3 separate regions of the Mus musculus genome follow, and all the other regions are linked to region 1. The links are chromatin contacts, called in public HiChIP or PLAC-seq maps. All regions are on one chromosome and are shown on one strand. Each heading gives the region's core, a stretch centred on a gene start, on an enhancer-like site or on the middle of the called end of the contact. The rest is flanking DNA. Distances are from core to core; before and after follow the strand shown. Region 1 has its middle 77 kb from the start of Gm17750. Region 2 has its middle 100 kb from the start of Gm34246. Region 3 overlaps Gm34196 (a long non-coding RNA gene).

Region 1 (3,835 bases), core at 117-2,616:
ATGGTACTCCTTCGGCTCTAATTTATGTTTTTCAAAGATTCTTACAACATCCATTTCTTTCTATCTTCTGAACAAAAATAGCTATGACTTCTTTGCAAAACATGAGAATCTCCTCACTGCCTTAGGCCTGTTTACCCACAAGCTCGTTTTCAAGGGACTATGTGAATTTCTTTGCAGTTACCCCAGTTACCCTAGTTGGAACTGAATTTGATTAATATTATCAAAATGAAAGTGGCAGTTATGCTCGGTAGTTAATAATTTGGCTGTTCATAATGTTATAGAAGCTCATGATCATACATGTGTGTCAGGAAAGAGATCATATATTGAAACACTTCTATTGAGATCCTCTTTGGAGAGGAACAGAGGCATCCCCTCGACTACATGATTCCATTTTCTCCTTAGAGGCAAACACCAGTGCCAGTTTCAATCCTGACATCAGTGCTCTTAAGAAGATCTCAGGGCCGCCCAAGTGCATGTTTCTTGGCCACCTGTATCTGTCCAAGAAAATGCCCTGGAGTGAGCAGGCTTCATTATGGCCTTGGCAAAACACCAGCATGCACCAGCTGCATGGGGGACTGCTCAGCCCCCTGCCCAGAGAAGAGGAATATAAGTCGTCAGTCTTCCTTTATGGGTTTTCATTAACTCTCTTCTAATCTATAGCATTAATTCTTGGACTTCTGGGAAAACAGAGTTCTCTAATCCGAAAATCTTAAAGGCAAACATCTTTCTTTTCAAATCTACTTCTGGAATCTTTGGCCTTTGAAAGTAACATTCACAGCAGATTTAAAATATCCACTATTTGCACAGGACAAGGCAATGGTTCATCTTTCCATCCAGTTACCTGTTATCTGAATGCACCAAATTAGCTAGGGGGACCAGCATGGGGGGCAGGGTGGGAATCTGTTACTTCAGTTAGATTTACAGGGACTCCTTGTAAACAGGGTGCTAAAAAGTGTGCTGGATTTTTTTTTAACCTTTTGTGACACACAACAGAGCTGTGAAATCAGTGAATTAAATAGTTCCAGTCCCCTGGGCATACATGAGCAATGGCATAAAATAGGCAGCACCCATTAGAACATTACTGTTACGGAGCAGATGGACAGCTTCAGGTTCAGTCCTTTGTCCTTACTTCAGAATGGGGCCGGACTGGGAAACGACTGTAAATTTTCTCAAAAGAGATGAATAGGAAAGCTGTTAACTTTTTTCTTATTTAAAAAAAAAGAAACCTGGAAAAAGTCCAAATTACACATTTTGCAGCTCTGACTGCAGTTCTTCAGCGTTGCTGCAAAACATCTGTAGGTGGCTAAGCGCTCCCCACCTCCTTTCCCAAAATGGAATAGCTCATTCCCGGCATGCTGTCCAATGCCTGCAAAGACATATGTTTACCAAACCAGTCCACGACCATATGTGTGCCGCAGTTTCTCCACAGCGTACTGCACGTGAGTTGATTGGCTTAACACACGAGATGCAGAATGGAGATGCAAGCAGGATTGGAGATTGAGAAGGAAGGAAAATGTGGGAGCAATAAAAAAAAAGAGGAGAAAGAGGGCGAGAATTATTTTTCATTGTACTTTTCAAGCATGCTCCCTTTGCGGTAAATGTTGATGAGAAAATTCCCAGTCATATCATAGCAGTTTTCCTACAATGCAGAAAATTCAAGCACAAATTAGATGATCTATGTCCTTCAGATGCTTGAACTTCTAATCATCCTGAAGCTTATTCATACGATAAATGACAAGTTTATCTAATGAAACAAACCATTTGAGTTTTAATGTTAAAGTCAGATCTAGGATGTTTAGTACATTTTGAAAATTTTCAATATAGAACCTCAAATGCAACATATTCTTGCTAGAGCCAGGAAATAATTCTATCCATCAAAGAGGGAAAAAAATCATAACTTTTTATATAGTTCTTAGATCTATTTAAATAGTTGTGAACTCTAAAATGATTCTTTATAATAATAAAAATACATTTTAGCAAAAATGAATTTCTGTATAATATTTTATTCAAAAGTTTTTGTTCTGTACATTTAATTATTTAAATAAAACATCAATGAGACAAATTGCTGGTCATGCATGTCTTCTAAATATCGATATGCAAAGATTAATAAACTGAAATATATGTTTTATTTTAAAAGGGCTTTATTAATGAAAAATAAGGTATGCCTTTTGAAAAGTAAAGAACTTAATATAAATATCTAATATGAAGCTAGTATGTTTAATGAGTAATTACAGTACAAAAATGCGTGAGAATTTACCAAGTTTCATCTCTCCTCCTTTTTTCTAACATTCAGAACTATTTATAGTCAGTTTATAGATTTAGACAAAGCTTCGAAATAGCTAGAATGCCTCACTACAAGCAACTCTCTTAGGTTTCTGTAGGATTTACAGTTTACCCTTTGAATAGATGCCCATACTTAATACATTTTAACTTCTTCCTTTTAATTTCATTACACCAGTTACAAAAATGAAAGAAAACATCTACTACTGCTCTGGTATGTCGCAGTGTTGTCATGGTCCACAAGCCAGGTGCATCCCTTCTACCTGGAAGGAAATAAAAAACCATCTGGAAGAACATATTAACCTGCAGTGTTGATGGCTTCAGAGAACCAAAGCAAATAGTTTGTGATTTAAAATAATTTGCATTCTCAGAAAAAAAGAAAGCTAGACATGAAGTCTTTTGCATGGGTCTAACACTTTGAAGACATTTAACACTATAATTTCTGACCTTCCCTACTTTCCTACTGTGTTATATTGTTAATAGATGCAGTGGTTTGGATAACCAGTTCCTTATTTGTGATGAACTAGCAGGTACTCCACAAGGGTCTTCAGACAGATGGTGGGGCAGAATCCTTTGGTTTCTATATAGGTATTTCAGTGGATATTTGGTGGATCACTTTCCATGTCACAGTGTTAAGTTGTTTCAGAGTCTTGTTTTTTTCTTGTGATTTTTGTTTTGTTTTATCCCCCACCCCCACCCCTGCCACTAACTACTAACTTCCTTTTTATTGCTTTCAATGCCAATTCTGCTATGCATTCCTGGAAAAAAGTTATTATTTCATTGAAGTGAAAATAGGATTATTTAATAATAGCAAATCAATGTCTTATGGTGATAAAGGGATAGTGATTTAACCTTTATCTGGGCATTTCAAGGCAGAGAAAACAGAGACTTTTTCAGGCTGGGCTGCAATTCCATGCATTAAGTTTCAAAGGAATAAAAGTCTGTTTTCCAGTGCATTTACCAACTCCTAGAAAGAGACAAAAGTAAAGATTTTTATACGCCCAGTGATTTCCATGGGGGAATATTTTGTTGATAAATCTATGAAAATCATGCACATTTCTCCTTCACAGGCACAGGAGGTCTCAAGGCAGCTTAGTTTACACATATAGGTTTGTTGTTTACCCCTCAAAATTATATTGATGGATATAAACTCTGTTTAAGATAATATATAAATTCAGATAATTTTGCAAATTATTATTTAACAGCTTAAAATTGCAACCTATTGGATTAAAACTGTGTGAAGTTTGTGCTACTTTTCATGATCTTTCTCTAAATCTTCCAGAATAGAAAATCAGTCTGCAATATTAGAGACGAGAAATACGCTTACAACTCTGACAAAAGCAAAGCGTTACTTGGAATACAGACCCAAGTCGAAAAGATTTCAAAACAAATTTGGATCTGAGATGAAACTGCATGCCAAAATGCAGACTGGTTACTACCAACCACAAATGGGGTTTTCTCAGCTGAATCTCTAAAAGTTGCTGGGCACAGGCCTACCTGAGAACCTCTGAGGCCCTTATCAGGACTGTCTGTTTCTACTCCCCAGACACACGTC
Region 2 (3,669 bases), core at 903-3,402, 580 kb before region 1:
GCCAGTGTGAGTGTTCTTGAGGTATGATAACTAATGCTACACCAAGTAGTTTCTTTATCAATAATGTGTTTTATCTTATCAAATCCTGACAGAAAAATCCAATTTAGAGTTGAATTAAATATTGGGGAAATTTTTAAATGATTACAAAATATATTTGCCCCTTTAAAAATTCTGGATGTTGTCTCATCAAATATTACATTTGAGAAAGGATTGTTACACTTTCATATGTACCTTAATATAACATTTTATACACTCTTTTTTAACCCCAACAATAACATTACCAGTGGTGTCCAGGATGATGGTGGTTGTTTACTGGGCCTTAGCTTAGAATATCTAGTTCTGACATCTATTAATGTTTCAAAATTATAAATTTATCTTAACTGGTTCTTCATAGAAGATGTAAAGGGAAACCATTTAAAATTAGCTTCCAGATCTTAAATGATATTAATTGAACTAGAATAAGTTTTATAGAAACAAACTATAAACAACCTGGTTTGGGGCCAGAGCAACATTTATTTATCTTTTTTTTTTTTAACCTTAAGTATGGCACAAGTTTCTCAGAGCCAGGACACTCCCACCTTTCTCACTTGATACTCCAACTCCAGAAGTCTGAGACACAAGTTCTGAATCCTCAAAAGACTTTCATGGGAACCATTTTAATGTAAATATCTATAAGACCATTTGGAATTCTGTGCAGAATCACTAAAACAAATTAGCAAGTGTTGCAGATGAACTAATCATTAAAATATTTAAAATGATACAAGTTCAAGTCAGTGCTCTTCGACTTGATCACATGCTATCCCACCTTGACCATGAGCAGTTCTAGTTGATATCTCTTCTCTTGTCCCAGGAAGAACTGGACTCTTTCTGAGGCTAGTAAGAAGAATTGGGCCATTTCCAAAACTCTGTCTGATCAAAAGATTAGATTGATCTTGAGAGAATAAAGTCAGTTTTTCACATCCATAATGGCAAGCAACATGACTGCAGCCTGAATATCTTTCATACAATATAGACTTCTTCATTTTTATGCACTGCTGATCTTCACTGCTATGACCTTTATTCTTACCTGTGATTTAATTATCGTAAAACGTATTTCATACTAAAGTTAAGCTTTAGCCTGGGTGATTTTTCTCATGTTTTCACTAACTTTCTTTAAATCGCCGTCCACACAGTGAAAATATAACGAGTGCCCAAGGCCCTTGTCTTTATCCCAACATAATAGTAGTAGAGGCCACAAAATTTGTGCTGCATTATCTCCTGCAATGAGAACACAGCCAGTCCAAACCAAATGCTTTCTTTCCTCAAAGCCTCAGCCATGCTTCCCTCCCCTCATAAATTAGCTGTGTTTAGAAGAAGGCTTGCCCACATTCTATAGATTATCTTGAGGAAAGGCTCCATCATCCATAATACATTTGGGCTCTTTCTAGTGGAAGATTTATATATTTTTTTATTGATGGGTTATGAATATTGACACAGGAGATATTCATTGTTTATTGAAGGCTTGTTTACATAAAAGATCTTCACAGGCTACCCCCTAAGTCTAGAGGTCCTACACCAGTGTCAGGGAGCTGTCTGGGTATTTTTTCCCACGTATTGCACTGCCATTCTATCAACAATAGAGGCCCATTAACGTTTGGCCCTTCAAGTTACTGCAGCCCAAGCCTCAGTGGCAGGACGTCTGCCCAATATGTAAAATAACGGAATGAATGGATTCCTTGGAAACAATGATAACAAGACCTGGCTGAGCTAACTGTGACAGCATGTGGTAATTTTCCAGCCCGCTGGCCCTGTAAAGGAAACTGGAACACAAAGCGTAGACTGCGGGGCGGGCCAGCCTGAATAGCTGCAAACAAGTGCAGAATATCTGATGATGTCATACGCACAGTTTGACAGATGGGGCTGGACAATTTTCCCCCCTTCAAACGTGTTCTTAACTGTTTGTATTCCATTGGCTTTCTCACTTGAGAAGTTCAATTCTGTAATCACCTGCTTGAAAGACTAAACAAACCTTAACTGTCATGTGCTTGATTCAAGTACTACCAGTTTTATGAAGAAAAATGATATCCATTATTAGTGGCTGAATACTGAGGGGAACAGTGGGGGGGGGGGTGTTGCTTTGGATTAATGCATCATCTCTGCTTTCAGCTGTGGGCCAGGTTTTCAGTCTAGCTCTGACTGAATCCTGCCATACACTTTGAATAGCATAATGAAGTATTGTTATTGCCCCAGTCTAGTCATTACATCAGGGAAACAGACATCTAAAGTTATCAAAACTGATTACTAGCTGAGCTTTTGTGTCTATAAAATAAATGCATTAAAAGAAGTTTTTTTTTTCCCCCTCAGTCTTACGGGTGTCCTATCAGAGTCGGATGTTTTAATGTTTATAGCATTATTTGTCACTGTGTATAAGTTGGATTGAGGGTATGTGGACAGACAGTACTCTCCTTAAATGTGTTGATATGTAGATCCTCTCTCTCTCTCTGTCTCTCTGTCTCTGTCTCTGTCTCTCTCTCTCTCTCATGTGTGTGTGTATGTGTGTGCATGTGTGTTTATGTTGATACACGCAAGAATGAAGACAGACAACATTTATAAAAATGAGACACAACTCAATTAAAATTCACTTAAAATAGTAAATGAACTAGGGTAGTCAGTTTAATTGTAGTGACCCAGACTGACTTCCTTCCACCCTTTGAAGAGATAGCTGCCTTGGATCTCAAAGGTCCTCAACACTTTATTCATGTAGCTCTTATTTACTTTCGAAGGAATGTATGTAAATATATGTAGGCTACAGAATAGGCCTCAGATCCAGCTCTGTTCTTTAATCTTTTCATCAAATAGCTGACTAAAGAGAAATAGCCAAAGGACTTTGTTTATGGAGAAGTAATATCAGTTCCACAGAAAAGCATGGCACAGTGCCGAGCCCACAGAAACAAGCATTGAAGTAGCATGGTAACAAAAATTAATGTTAAGATCTACAAAAATAGATATTTCAATCTAGGAAAGCACCCCCTATGACACTGCTCTCTCAGGGCTTTCCAGATAATTGAAACCTAACAGAAAAATATCCCAAATTCCACATCCCCCACTTAGCTAAGCCAGATGCCACACAGGAGAAAGGTAATATAAGCAAAAAAAAATTCTTACTAACAATATTGAAAATGTGTTACATCCAACTTGAATTCCATCCCCAACTAATGTGCTTATCTTTTATCCTGAATACTCTTGACATTATTGACCAGTTGAACCAGTGAAAGTTGTATTTCACAAAATCATTCAATAATAATCATCTGTGGTGTGTTTGACACTAGACTGTCAGTTTATGTTATTTGGATACTGAGGCTAGAATTTATACTTTATTTAAAGTTAGCATAGTCCTTATACAATGCAAACTTGTAGCAGGTACTCTTTTCTGGGAAGGTTTGTGGTTCATAGCTCCTACCATCCTTTGCAAGGTCATAGCTAGGTTTGAGGACCTACATAGCTTCTATAAACTGTAATGATTAATCAGCTCTCCACAGGTCACACTGCTATGGAGAGCAGTTCAACCCTGCTTCCCACATTCCCCACTAACTAGCACCAAGGGCATCTCTCTACATGTTGACACCAGATGGAAGCCCCCATCTGCTACAAAAAGCCAAATTGTTTTATTAGTAGCTGTGGTGCTTACAT
Region 3 (3,460 bases), core at 70-2,569, 650 kb before region 1:
CTTAAATTTTCTTTCCATAAAAAATGGGACTTTTTTGCCATTTACACTCTTTTTATGTCTCCCATCTATTAGTTCACAATTAGGAACAGTTTTGAAAACTAACTTGAAATGATCTTAACTTAGGATGGTTGGGCCTGACTGATTTGCTGGTGTGTGTGATGACATCAAGTTTGTGGAGCTTATGAAAAATGAACTTCCTTTGGAGTGTGGGTCACACTTCACCTGATCTTCGACCACCATGAATCAAGTTTTTTTTGATTCTATCATCATTTTGCAGCCTGAGTATTCGTGAAGCCTAAACTTGCACCAATGCTTTCAGGACCAACATTAAGAAGGAAGAATTATTACCAGAGTCTCTTCAGGGACTACTACATAAAAGGAGCAAGAGAAAGGTCCCATTCTTTAGCACTCAGCATTGCGATGAAGGTGACATTGGCAGACTGTATGTGGCAGACCAATAATTGGGATAGCCATTAGGATCATTTAGATTGCATAAGAACTGTGGTTTAATAAAGAAAAACATCACCATTATACAACAGGAAATATTTCTTTTGAGCATCCTTCCAGTGTATTTTGCAAAATTCTTCCTTCTATAATCCAGCTATTATACTTAAAAGACTGCTTATTGGACTTAAAAGTTTTTTTTCAACATTTGGGATTGAAGAAATTGTAAAGTAACAAATGTAATATCATTCTGTTGGATTAAATAATCCAATCCAATAATCTTTGTAATCTGGAAAAGATCCCAATTGTTAACCTAATATTCACCCCATTCTTCTGCACAGTGTCCACTGAAGAGTGTCCTAGACACCATTGTAGATGAAACATTCATCCTGACAATGCCCAAATATGCCTAAAATTGCAGATGATGGTTCTGAGCTTTTCCGCCTGCTTATCTGTCTGCCTTCCATGTGACCCTAAATTAGGCATCAGAAGGTATAGTGTGTAATACAGATTCCAGGCACAATATACCTTCTCGCAATTAGTTGAAAGTGCTGTTTTGTAATTAAAGGGTGAAGTGGGGCATGATGAACATATGGAAAAGGAGACCCTTAATAAGTGATGGAGCCTTCAAAAGAAATTGCTAATTAGTATGCATTTGATGTGCACTATACCAATTTTAAGACTTTGCCTTGAATAAATTGCTATGTTGGGTGTTCGAAGGAGTGGTGAGATTAGCATTTACAAAGGGGGCAATTTTCTGTCTTCTTGACTCTGTTAAATGGAGGAAATAACTTCCAAGACTGGAGCAGTAGTTAGCCCATCAATCATTCTCACAGCTGGAAACTGGGGATCCCAAATGCAGAGATCAGTTAATCCGTCAGCTAATAAGTTCATAGTGGCACCATATGGCGTGGGGCCACTCCACACTGGGAGAAGGACAGAACTGTTTACACAGGCATGCTGCTTTCTCAGGTAGCTCCCTGCTGACAGAAACCTTTGTTCTGAAGGATCAATTTACTTTGCACAGTAAATTGACTGAATTGATCAGTTCAGAGCATATAATTGTTGGCTAATCCTGTGGAATCATGTCCCATCCATGTGAGTAGGACAAAGGGGTGCTGCCCATGGCTTGGTCTCGGGCTCCATCCTGGGGCTATTCTCATCAGACAGACTGGACACTGATTAAAGGACCAGCAGAGAGTAGAGATGTAGTGAGCATTGACTTCAAAGAGACGAGAAACTGTGCAACGTCTAGAAGGCCGTCTCTACTCAACTGATATCATGACATAACAAAGTAAAAACAGTCCGTCTAAACAATTTAGAACCAGCTATTTTCAAAACTCTGAAATGAAAAGTTACTGCTTGTCTCCAGAGCTAAGTTTCACTACTCATGTTCACTCCCAAAGTTACCTTTCGTTTTGGCAATGAAAGGAACTGAAAGAGAAAAAGAAGCTTAAGGTACATGTCCAGGAAAGCATGGACACTGGAAATGAAGTGAGAGATGCATTTCTTAGACATCGTGCTCCAGTGGAGGAGGCATCCACTGTTGTTCCTGTGCATAGGGTATGGGAAAATTCATCAGAGCCTTTCAGAGCGAATGGGAGCAAAATCTTCCCATTCCTAGCACACTGGTGTGAATCCTGGTGCTTTGTTCCATAGGCGTGTTTGATCTGACTTTGTTTTTTCCTTCTCACATACAAAATAAAAGAAGAATAAATAAGATGAAAAAAAATCCACCAATAGAGATAAATGTTGGACATAGTTCCCTTCAACTAAAGTTTTTCTTCAAAAGCTAGTGTCAATAGAATCATTTCACATCAATGGTTTGAAAAGAGACTTGTGTTCAATAGGAACTGAGGCCATTTGGTGTCCCTGAGCAGACATTTGCTTATTAAATGTCTGAGCACTAATGAACTTTATAGACCTGCCCTGAGAATTTCTACCAATTAGAGGGCTTTTGATTTTTTTTTTACCTATTTTATGGAGAATAAATGTCTGAGATTTGCTTCATATGGAAAAATAGCAGCAAATTTGACAGCATGTGGACTCTTAGAAGTTATTTTAATCTTGCTCATTATGTAAACCAACACATGCTTGGTGATGTTCTAACCACCAGAGAGAGGGATATGCTCTATGATAGATAATTCCAAATGATCTAATATTATTTATCTCAAAGTACTCTGAGTGTATTTCCCCAAATTTCTATGGAACTGAAAATTTTCCCTTTTATAGTCTTTTATTTCTATCACTACATCCACAGTTCCTAGGATTCCATGGTGTTTTAAAAAGCAAAAATCAAAGAATATTTTTTCTGATTTATTTTAGTAAGCATTGTTATGAAAATAAGATAAAGTATAAGTAGTTCTGTAAATATATTTTCATATTAAACTTGTAAAGTTAAAAAGAAAAGTAGCATATTGTGTCCTGGAAAGATCATAAGCAAGAGTCTCCCATGAAAACAGGCACGCTGCCAAACTCTGGTCAAAGAGAAAAATAAAAAGGCTTTTGTGTATTTTGATAAATTTCCTCTCTCAATTGTTACTGGTTTGGAGTGTCCCTCTCTGTACATTGAATATGAAGTAAGTTTTAACTCCTTGTGAGTCACTCATATGACATGTGTCCATTCCTTGACTAGCCTAAATGAACACCCTGAAGTCAACTGGAATTCCCAGGTACTGAACCTCCAGCATAAAATAGATTCCTAGGCCTGTTTCATATCTCACCAAATCTCCAGCTCATACTCATCTCAACATTTGCTTCATTGTGGAAATCATTGCAATGTTTGAAATCAAAGACAAAACTTATCGAGTCATGTATGTTATCTATTCATGGCAATAACTATTCTCTAGTTAGTGGTAAGCAAAGCTTTATAAATACAGTGACTCATTTTAATTATTCTTAATATGTAAGTGATAGATCTGGAGAAGTTACATCTTACCAAAATATTTCCAAACTTTGTAGCCATTTCTCTACCTTGTGTACATTTTCATCTTCGCCTCAACTGACATGAGAGTTT

The links. HiChIP or PLAC-seq counts read pairs in DNA pulled down with a chosen protein or histone mark.
Region 2: an H3K4me3 HiChIP or PLAC-seq map of embryonic forebrain shows a contact between it and region 1, with 3 times the contacts expected there. The contact joins two enhancer-like sites. A contact is called at or near these places in 1 of 39 promoter capture datasets (liver), 3 of 484 Hi-C or Micro-C datasets (cerebellar granule neurons, cerebellum and neural progenitor cells), 3 of 115 datasets of contacts at active chromatin or transcription factors (astrocytes, embryonic forebrain and embryonic hindbrain) and 1 of 9 other capture datasets (embryonic tail).
Region 3: an H3K4me3 HiChIP or PLAC-seq map of embryonic forebrain shows a contact between it and region 1, with 4 times the contacts expected there. The contact joins two enhancer-like sites. A contact is called at or near these places in 1 of 484 Hi-C or Micro-C datasets (neural progenitor cells), 2 of 115 datasets of contacts at active chromatin or transcription factors (astrocytes and embryonic forebrain) and 1 of 9 other capture datasets (embryonic tail).

What each region holds. Positions count from the first base shown.
Region 1 is chr13:83,985,427-83,989,261 of GRCm38.p6, reverse strand. No RefSeq gene overlaps it. Among named protein-coding and RNA genes, the nearest start is that of Gm17750, 77 kb to the left of the region's middle. Within about 2 kb of position 1,366, at least 68 of the 459 cell types and tissues checked have an H3K27ac peak or open chromatin away from gene starts, as enhancers often do. A contact at or near this core is called in cerebellum, embryonic forebrain and neural progenitor cells, where this site is marked.
Region 2 is chr13:84,569,649-84,573,317 of GRCm38.p6, reverse strand. No RefSeq gene overlaps it. Among named protein-coding and RNA genes, the nearest start is that of Gm34246, 100 kb to the left of the region's middle. Within about 2 kb of position 2,152, at least 66 of the 459 cell types and tissues checked have an H3K27ac peak or open chromatin away from gene starts, as enhancers often do. A contact at or near this core is called in cerebellum, embryonic forebrain and neural progenitor cells, where this site is marked.
Region 3 is chr13:84,637,295-84,640,754 of GRCm38.p6, reverse strand. The region is part of intron 2 of Gm34196 (a long non-coding RNA gene); the gene reads left to right. Among named protein-coding and RNA genes, the nearest start is that of Gm34246, 36 kb to the left of the region's middle. Within about 2 kb of position 1,319, at least 20 of the 459 cell types and tissues checked have an H3K27ac peak or open chromatin away from gene starts, as enhancers often do. A contact at or near this core is called in embryonic forebrain, where this site is marked.